Regions from separate parts of the Sus scrofa genome. Here region 2 is linked to region 1. A link is a contact called in public Hi-C data. All regions are on one chromosome and are shown on one strand. The core of a region is the stretch at or near the end of the contact, and the rest is flanking DNA. Distances in the headings are between cores, read along the strand shown. Region 1 holds the start of PLAA (phospholipase A-2-activating protein). Region 2 holds the start of CAAP1 (caspase activity and apoptosis inhibitor 1).

Region 1 (4,660 bases), core at 1,132-3,631:
GGGAATCGCACCGCTGAGGGTGCAGAAGTAAGGGGGTCGCACTGCCCTGGGGCACTCGAAGTTCTTTCCGATGCCTCCACCACCGCGGAGCCCACCAGTCGGGCCGCGAACCTCTTCGCTCACTCGAGATGTTCCTCTCACCCGTGAACAGCTTTCCTCTGCTCTCAAGGCCTCACTACAAGCTGCCTGCCGCCGGCCGCCGCGTATCCTGGCAACGGATACTCTTCCAGACTGGCCAGTCCTCCAACTCAGCGAAGCAAGCGAGACTGAAATGCTCTCGCGAGATTTTAGGACTAACGTTTCCCATATAGTTCAGCACTCTTGCAGAATAAAGGGAAAACTGCGAATTGGCTAGGAAGGAAATTTTTTATTTGAAAATCTTGGTTTTCTTTATAATCAGAGTAAGCTTTCTGATTGTGAGCCTGACTTGAACTCATTCCTAGCGAGTTTGACTATATCGCTGTATAGCCTCACTTGTAATACGCCAGAGTTTTTAGTAAGAATTACTTGGAAGTTATTCCGTGGTAGGCAGCATTGTACAGTCTTTCTACTTCTAATTGGTGGTAGTTTTTCTTCCCGTTAGGACTGCACATCATACTGATACAACATTAAGTATGGATGAGATTCTGGTACCGCACAGTCCCTAATTTCATTGAAAGCTTTATGTCTTTAGGCTTCCTTTCAGGCTTCTTTTGATCTAGGTTTGTGAGAAAGGCTAAATTAAATGCAAAGTGGTCTTAGAAGAATTATTTTTTAAAAATATATTGTGGGAGTTCCCATTGTGGCTCAGCGGAAACAAATCCGACTAGGAACCACGAGGTTTCAGGTTCCATCCCTGGCGTCGCTCAGTGGGTTAAGGATCCAATGTTGCCCTGAGCTGTGGTGTAGGTTGCAGATGCGCTTGGATCCCACGTTGCTGTGGCTCTGGTGTAGGCCAGCGGCTACAGCTCTGATTAGACCCTAGCCTGGGAACCTCCATGTGCCAGGGTGCGGTCCTAGAAAAGAAAAAAAAAAAATATATATATATATATATATGTATATATTGTAACTACTTCATCTTAAATCTCACCTCTCTAGTAAAGAAGTAACTTGCAGTTTATTTTCTTCCAGTCTTACTATAATAGCTTAAATGTGATTGGAGTTCTAATCATAACATACATACATATTGGACTATTTTTTTTTTTTTCTTTTTACCACCGTAGACTCTGGCCTAAGAAGTCACCAGGCTAAGGATCAAACATAATTAGTTGCAGCTGGGGCCAATGCCACAGCCACAATACTGGATCTGAGCCACACCTGTAACCTATGCCTCAGCTTGCTGCAACACTGACTCTTAACCCACTGAGAGACACCAGGTAAGGAACCTGCATCCTCATGGTCACTATGTTGGGTTCTTAACTCACTGAGCCATAATGGAAACTTTATAGTGGACTTCTAATATTTTTACATTATTTCCAACTTTCATAATTCTTTGTCCTGATCTATTCTTTTGTATGCTTGTCTTCAAGTAGTTTAAAATCAGTGTGATACAAAATGAAATGTCATTTGCCTATGTTATCCAAGCTTGTAAAATATTTTCATGTAATTATCCCATCTGAGCCCAGCATATCTGTAGTGGTAATTTGTTATCCTTTTGGTCACTGTGGTGAAGGGTGGTAGAATTGGCCACCTCAAAATATGTCACTTTGGTAAATAATTAGCTTGAGCTACAGGCAGTTGAAAAGAACCAGATACAAGAAAAGCTCTCCACCACTCCCCTACTTGTCTAAAAGCAGGACATAAATTTTCAAAGTTGTCCCTCCTTGTCTCTTAACAAGGATGGACTGACAGTCTTGAGACTGCATTGGAAGAATCTACATAGACTTTACTAACAAACCTTCATCTGTCCTTTGTTTCCCATATAGTTGCCATCCCATAATTTGCTGCCTCCAAAGATTTAAGGCCCTTTTCCATTTTTTATTGCTTGTGTACAAACTTATTGTCCCTTTGTCAAGATGCCATAAGCCCAAATTCTAGCCACCTCTTTGGGTTAATCATCTTTGAATATGAGATACACAAGTTAAAAACCTTGTTTTTTTGTTATTAATCTGTCTTTTGCTACAGAGCTCCAGCAGAAAAGTTAGAAGAGTAGAAAAAGATAATTCCTCCTCTACAGATTCTAATTATTACATGTATTGTCACACAGAAGCTACTGACTTTTTCCCTCAATGTGTTCATAGAGAAAAGTGACCCAGCATTTGTACTTGTATAGAGATGCGACAGCCTTGAGAGAAGCCTTTAAATCTTTGCGTTTACACGTAAAACTTCTTTTAAGTACCAAGAACCCAGTTTAATGTTCATAGAAGTTAAGACAAGCCATTGTTTCCGATTTGGCCCCAAGCTCTCTCATTTTAATTTAAAAACGTTTAGACTGTTAAAAACAAAACAAAAAAACCCAACACCCCGCAGACTACGTAGACATGGTTTGAGGAAACAGAAGTAAGACTGCCCCAACAATACACGCACAGCGAACTCATCACCCACGAACCAACACGCCGCCCCGCAGACGAAGATTTAAAACACCCTGCTTTCGCGCGCCTGGGGCCCACGCCCCAGTGTCGCGTGGCATTGTGGGATTTGTAGTCCCTGCCCACATCCGCCATCAGTATAAACAGATCAGCCAGGGCTCTGAGAGGACGCGGGCTCGGAAAAGACCCGGATTCCGGCAACGGGGCGGGACAGTGGCGTCTTTCTTTGCCCCCAGTCCAGAGCGTGGGAACCAAGCGAGCTTCAACTCTGTGTCGGCCTCAGCACGGGACGCACACTCTCTGCGTCATGTGGGTCTGAGGCCGATGATGAATTCCGGTGTGCGAGTCAGGGTTGCTGTGTCACTCGGCCCGCTCGGCGCGCCTACTTTCTCGCCGCCCTTCCGCACCGGCCCTCGGGCTCTTCCGGTCCCAGCGCTCTTCACCTGCAGGGCTTCTCCTGCCGCACACCGGGCCACTCCTGCAGACTGTTGTCGAGCTGTGCCCTGGTCCCGGGCGCCCTGGTCCCGGACCGGCTAGGGCCATGGCGAGCGGCGCCACCAGGTACCGGCTGAGCTGCTCGCTCCCAGGCCACGAGCTGGACGTGAGGGGCCTGGTATGCTGTCTCTATCCACCGGGGGCCTTTGTGTCCGTGTCCCGAGACCGCACCACCCGCCTCTGGGTCCCGGACAGGTGAGCACTGCGACGTCCGCTGTCCCCTCGGCTCTGTTGCAAAGCTTCCTGCCGCGTCTGGGAAGAGAGTGACCCTTCCCTGCCCTATCCTGCCCCTTTCCCTCTTCCCGGCCTTCTCTCCGGTTCGCGCTCCCCCGAAATACTGAGAACACTGGCAGTCTGGGCCAGTGTAAGAAACCACTCAGATTTAGGTTGAAAGAGCACCGAACTGGGGGAACAGAAACCTACTTTCTTAACTTGTCCATTAACGAGTGGGTGACCTTGGACGAAGCTGTTATTTTTTATGGCCTCAGTTTGTAAACAACGGTTTTTCATGTTTTTTTTTTTTCGATTTGAAAAAAATTTGATGACAGATGCACCCCTCTAAGTGAGGCATTGTGAAAGCATCTGGCATGTAATTGAACTAAGTCCTCCTCTTTCTCTAGAATTTGCTCTGTGTCTTCCCTCTAATTTAATATTTGAAAACCTTGTTTCCAAAAATTGTGTTCTAGAAAGCTGCATTGACTCCCTCCATGTTATCCGAGTCAGAGTTTGAGGTGTGTGGAAGGCTGAAAGGGATGAAACCCTTTAAATGGTTATGGATGTATCAAGATGTACGGTTTTCTTGAAAAGAGAAAGCTCATTGCCTTCAAAAGAGTGTCAGAAAAAGCAATCAAAAAAATGTTAGGAAACAGAGGATTAAGCTCCAGTCCGAATCAAGTTCAAGGGTTCAGGCCTGATTTTTCTGCTTGTAACTAGAATTTTAAGACCTGGAAGACAGATTTCAGTTCAGAAAGAGAAAAATGGAAGTGGGTTCCTTTACGTAGTAAGTCTCCTAACAGAGGTGTCACTCAGAGTTTGTGACCATCCATAAATTCAGAAGATAACTATTAAGTGCCTCATATTTGCTTTTTGATCCTGAAGAAGAATAAAAGAACAGACAAGTTCTCTGTGTTTTAGAGCTTGCCTAAAGTCTGGATCGAGGTGGATCAAAAACCAAGCAAATAAATTGTATATTGGCATCTGCACTGTGAAGAAAATAAATATATAGAATTGAGTGGAGAGAGACATTTTAAAGAAGGAAGCCTCTCAAAGGAAGTTTTCGTTTGTTTCTTTTGCTTGTTTGTTTTGAGATGACACCTAGATGGAGCTGGTCAAGGAGCAGGGAACTGGGTAGTAGAAGGAGCAAACACAAAAACCCTGGATTAAGAAAGGAAAGACCCTGTGTGCAGGAGGGAATGAGATGTGAGGTGAGGGCAGGTCTTAGAGGCTGGCGGAGGCCAGATAATACCATGGAAAGAGGACTGGGCAAGAGTTAGTGGGTGGAAGCCCTCCAAGAATTTCAAGCAGGGAGCAGCATGATTTGATTTACCTGTTGAGAAGTTTCTGCTAGCTTCTGGTGGAAAATGAATTGCAAAGGAATAAATGTGGAAGGAGATCTTTTGAGGCTTTTGCAGTAGTATAGCCAAGGCATAATAACAGAC
Region 2 (4,660 bases), core at 960-3,459, 54 kb after region 1:
ACCTTCAACCAGTTTTGACCTACAATAAAGGCAATTTCATGTGGTTCAACCTAAATAGACAATGGCATCTCATTGACTCTAAAACCAACCTTCCAATGTCTCTGCCATATTCACACCATGAGTCAAAGCCATTCCCTGGTCTTTATGACCCCATTTAATCTTAATTACCTTTTTAAATGCTTTATCTCCAAATAGTTACATTCACAATTAGGACTTCTACATATAAATTTTGGAGGGACATAATTCAGTTCATAATAGAGGTTATAAACATAAAATGTTATTGATTTGACATATTTATTTTGTCTGTGAACATAATAATCCCACTCCTTTTAGGCATGGTACTGAATGAGGACAATATGGAAGCCTACTCAGAGCACAGTAGGCTTGGCCTCACCATTTACCTTAGAAAGCAAAGCTAGGGAGTGAAGTCAGCTGTTTTCCCAGGGGGCAGGGATTGATTGGTCCTGCAACCAAGTTTGGTTTAGGCACTTATTAAATAGTTGTTGAGTGACTGAGACAGGTAGGGAATGTGGTCAAAGAGGCTTCTCTTTTGAATTGCTATCACCTTAATGAAAGTTACAAAATTACTACCACACAGTGTTGCCCCAGCCCTAACTTTTTTCCTTCTATGGCTAAAGACCCCAGCTGATACCACCCCAGCCAAGACACCCCCCCCTTTTTAATCTTGATTCCTGATTTAAAACCTGGTTTGTGTTTAGATCTAAAATCCTATAGAGCAACTCACAAAACCTAACAATCATAAAACCATGACTTATCACCTATTTTCAAAAACTCACTCATTCTCTTCAGGTCCTTCATTCACTCTATGCAGGGAATACATAATTTCCAGAAATCCTCCCTAAATTCTATTCTTTTCCATTCCTGCTCTCACACATTTCACACCCTCCTTTTATCTTTCTTGTCTCAAATTCTTTCTAAAATTAGCCTAGAATCTCCTTAGTGGTCTCTCCACTCCTACAATCCTGTTTTCTTCTCCTTCAAAAAATTAAGACCTGCTGTGTTGTGAAAAGGCAATTTTTGAGGAAAGAAGGAAGAGAAGAAAGGTAGAAACGTGATATGCCAATAATGTTTTATTCCTGCTCCCCTTTCCCCAACATAGAGAATTTACATTTAGAAGGTTGCTATACTTATTTCAGTAGATAAATGGTTAAACCAGATCACTTGATGATGAGGAAATGTATTTCAATCAGTGGCAAGTATTCAACATTGTAAATCAAGAATCTAAGTTAAAACCCTAATATTATATATTAATACACATTAAAAATTTTTTTCAGTATATGGATGATTTTTAAAGTTGGCTCAGCACTTTTTTCCAAAGGAATTCGATTAAACAGGGAAAAGTAAGATGCTAAAATCCTTTTTTTTTTTTTTTTTTGTCTTTTTGCCACTTCTTGGGCTGCTCTGGCGGCATATGGAGGTTCCCAGGCTAGGGGTTGAATCCGAGCTGTGGATGCCGGCCTACACCAGAGCCGCAGCAATGTGGGATCCGAGCTGTATCTGCAACCTACACCACAGCTTATGGCAACTCCGGATCCTTAACTCACTGAGCAAGGCCAGGGATCGAACCGGCAACCTCATGGTTCCTAGTGGGATTCGTTAACCCTAGTGGGATTCGTTAACCCTAGTGGGATTCGTTAACTGAGCCACGACGGGAACTCCAAGATGCTAAAATCCTTTGATTAATTTCTTTTTTTCCCTTTTTGGATACAAAATAATGTAATTTTTAAAATTTTTTGCAGGATGTGATAGGCTAAACGCCAGTATCTGAATATTAAATTGATAAATAGAATTAATACTAGAGCTAAGGGCCTTTAAAAGTGAAATCATTGCCTAGAAATTAGTGTTAATAGGGAAAAACAAGGAAGATCTGATACTTGTACAATTCCCTAAAACACATTTAGAAAACAATCTCCCCAGGTGATATGATTTTCCCTAAACTTCTTTCTTGTTTTAATGTTTTAAAAATTGGAAAACAAGTGAAATTGGAGAATCAAAAACTACACCTTTACCGGGAAAGGACCTGCGGGAATGCTCCATCTTCTGTTCTTTGCAGAAGGAAAACTAGGAAACGCACCAAAACTGCTCAGCCGCCCTTAAACTCGAGCAGCCCTCCCCAGCAGGCGGAGACAGCGTGATTGGCCCCTGCCCCGCTTCCAGAAACACCTCCTGGCGTATGCGACTCGGCCGGAAGTGACGCCATAGCTGCGACGCCAGCGCTTACTCTGCTTGCTGCTGCAGATTTTCGGTGGTTCCGTAGACTGTGGGCTTCCCCTGGATGATTGCAGCAGAGGAATCATGACGGGGAAGAAGTCTTCCCGGGAAAAGCGGCGCAAACGAAGCGGTCAGGAGGCTGCGGCGGCGCTTGCGGCGCCAGAACTTGTCCCCGCCGTCGCCGGCAGCGGCAGTGGAAGCACCAGCGGCTGCGGTAGCGCAAGCGGCTGCGGGAGCGTCACCTGCTGTGGGAACACCAGCTTCAGTGGAAGTGTCACCGGCACTGGGAGCGGTGGTAGCTGCTGGGGTGGCAGCGGCGTGGAGCGCAGCGAGCGTCGGAAGCGGAGGAGCACTGACTCATCTTCCAGTGTTTCGGGCTCCCTGCAGCAGGTGCGTGAGCGCCCTTCTCGAAGCTCCTGCGTTTTCTTCGGAAGAAGGCGGGCGACGAATGTGGCGGCTGGATGCGGAGCCCGCCTTACCTTACTGTTAACTGCTGCGATCCTAAGGGGTCCCATGTGGTTCGTGTTTGAAATTCATGTTCCTAAGTTCTGATGAACTTCACACTACTACGTCTTGAACTTAAAGTTTCTGGGTTTGATCATCAACTTCATACTGCTTTTGCCCCCTTTCATTCATTGTCTCCCTGAAAAGTGTGAGTCAGGTCCTTTCAAGGTTCTTGCGAGCTGCGCTTTATTTCTCTCTTCTTCCACATTACAAGTTGAGAAAATTGAGACCCAAAGAGGTTTTAGGAAGTTTACTCAAAGTTACAATTTGTTAATAACGCTTACATCTGAAACCAGTATCTGATTATGAAAGCCATGTTCTTTATGGGCCATCGACCTGGCAAGATATTACCCTTTTTAAAAAAAGTTTGCTTATAATATAGAACAAATGCATGAATACACAATTTAAATATATACAGCACAGAAATAAAGGGAAAAGCGTGGAAATTTCTCTTTCAGCCTCCCTGTTAATAGTTTGATACGCAGTCTCTTCGTTAACTCTTGTCAGATATGTGTTTAAGTTCCTACACATAAGTTGTATTGTGATACTCCCTCTCTTGAATTGACTAATGTCACAGCATTGTTGGGATCGGGGTCTTTCTATATGCGGTACCTTAGTTTTTATTGACTGCATGATACTCCATTTCATTTTTATTGATGAATATTTCCAGTTTTCTTGCCTTACAGAAATAATATGAACATGAACAGCCTTGTGCAAGAATTACTTTAGGATAGACCGTCAGAAGTGAAATTGCTGGGACAAAGTTCATGCTTTTTTTTTTTTTTTTGCCCTCCATCCCCACCTCCCACCCATATGGAAGTTAAGGGGCCAGGGATAAACCCACATACAGCAGGCACTGGAGCCAGAGCAGGGACAACTGCTGGATCTTTAACCCACTGAGGCACCAGGGAACTCTGGCATCTTATTGTTTTTATTTTTCATTTGTTTTGTTATGTAAATTGTGTCTGCACATCCTCTATCCTTTTGTCTTTCTGGTATATTTAACTTTTTACTAAAAGTTCTGAATCTTTCTATGAAAAGTCTTGGTTTTAATCTTTTGTGTAAGGTATATTGCGAATGTTACCATAACTTTGTTTAGGGTGTATTGGAGATTTTGGTTTTTTTGTGGTCAAGACAAATACTATTTTTCTTTGCCTTCTGGATTTTGTGTGTGTTTTTAGAAACGGTTGAAGGGTATAAAACTATTTTGCATTTTCTTCGTATAGTTTTATTTTTTAAATTTTTATTGTTTGCTTTTTAGGGCCGCACCTGTGGCATATGGAAGTTCCCAGACTAGGGATTGAATTGGAGCTAAAGCTGCTGGCCTACACTGCAGCCACAGTGACTCGGGATCTATGACCCACTGAGCAAGGCCAGGTATCGAACCCACATCCTCATGGATACCGGTCAGATTTGCTGCCACTGCACCACAACAGGAACTCCTACTTCTTATACTTTTAAACATTACGTCTTTTTTTTTTTTTCTTTTTGGTTTTTTTAGAGCCTCACCTTGAGCCTATGGAAGTTCCCAGGCTGCGAGCTGAATTGGAGCTGCACCACAGCCACAGCAATGCCAGATCCGAGTCCTGTCTGCAACCTACACCACAGTTCATGGCAGTGCCAATGCCTGATCGGTTAGCCCACTGACCGAGGCCAGAGATCAGACTGGCATCCTCATGGATACTAGTTGGGTTCATTTCCGCTGAACCACGACAGGAACTCCCTAAACATTACCTCTTTAAAATGGTAATTGTGAAATATAGAAGGCCACTTATTTTTATGTATTTTTTGTATTTGGCCACAGTATTAATTATTAGCTTAAAAATGACTCAGGAAAAATATGTACTAACATTGAGTTTTGTTTCTTCTTTTTCAGCCCTAATATTTCTTAGTTTTTGTTCTTTTACATTATCTAAGTGTAGTG

What was found. Hi-C and Micro-C count contacts between places; a contact is called where the count stands out from the background.
Region 2: a Hi-C map of liver shows a contact between it and region 1, with 6 times the contacts expected there. The contact joins the promoter of CAAP1 here to the promoter of PLAA in region 1. A contact is called at or near these places in 1 of 5 promoter capture datasets (liver), 6 of 47 Hi-C or Micro-C datasets (alveolar macrophages, brain, heart right ventricle and 3 more) and 2 of 2 datasets of contacts at active chromatin or transcription factors (alveolar macrophages and skeletal muscle).

The regions. Positions count from the first base shown.
Region 1 is chr1:196,173,623-196,178,282 of Sscrofa11.1, forward strand. PLAA (phospholipase A-2-activating protein) reads left to right here and starts at 2,382. Exons shown (of 12, transcript XM_021062719.1): 1 at 2,382-3,197. The coding sequence starts at 3,049. It overlaps IFT74 (intraflagellar transport protein 74 homolog), which reads right to left and starts at 258. Exons shown (of 19, transcript XM_013986009.2): 1 at 1-258.
Region 2 is chr1:196,227,303-196,231,962 of Sscrofa11.1, forward strand. CAAP1 (caspase activity and apoptosis inhibitor 1) reads left to right here and starts at 2,210. Exons shown (of 7, transcript XM_021062724.1): 1 at 2,210-2,622. The coding sequence starts at 2,317. LOC102163685 (a long non-coding RNA gene) reads right to left here and starts at 2,152. Exons shown (of 3, transcript XR_298010.3): 1 at 2,031-2,152.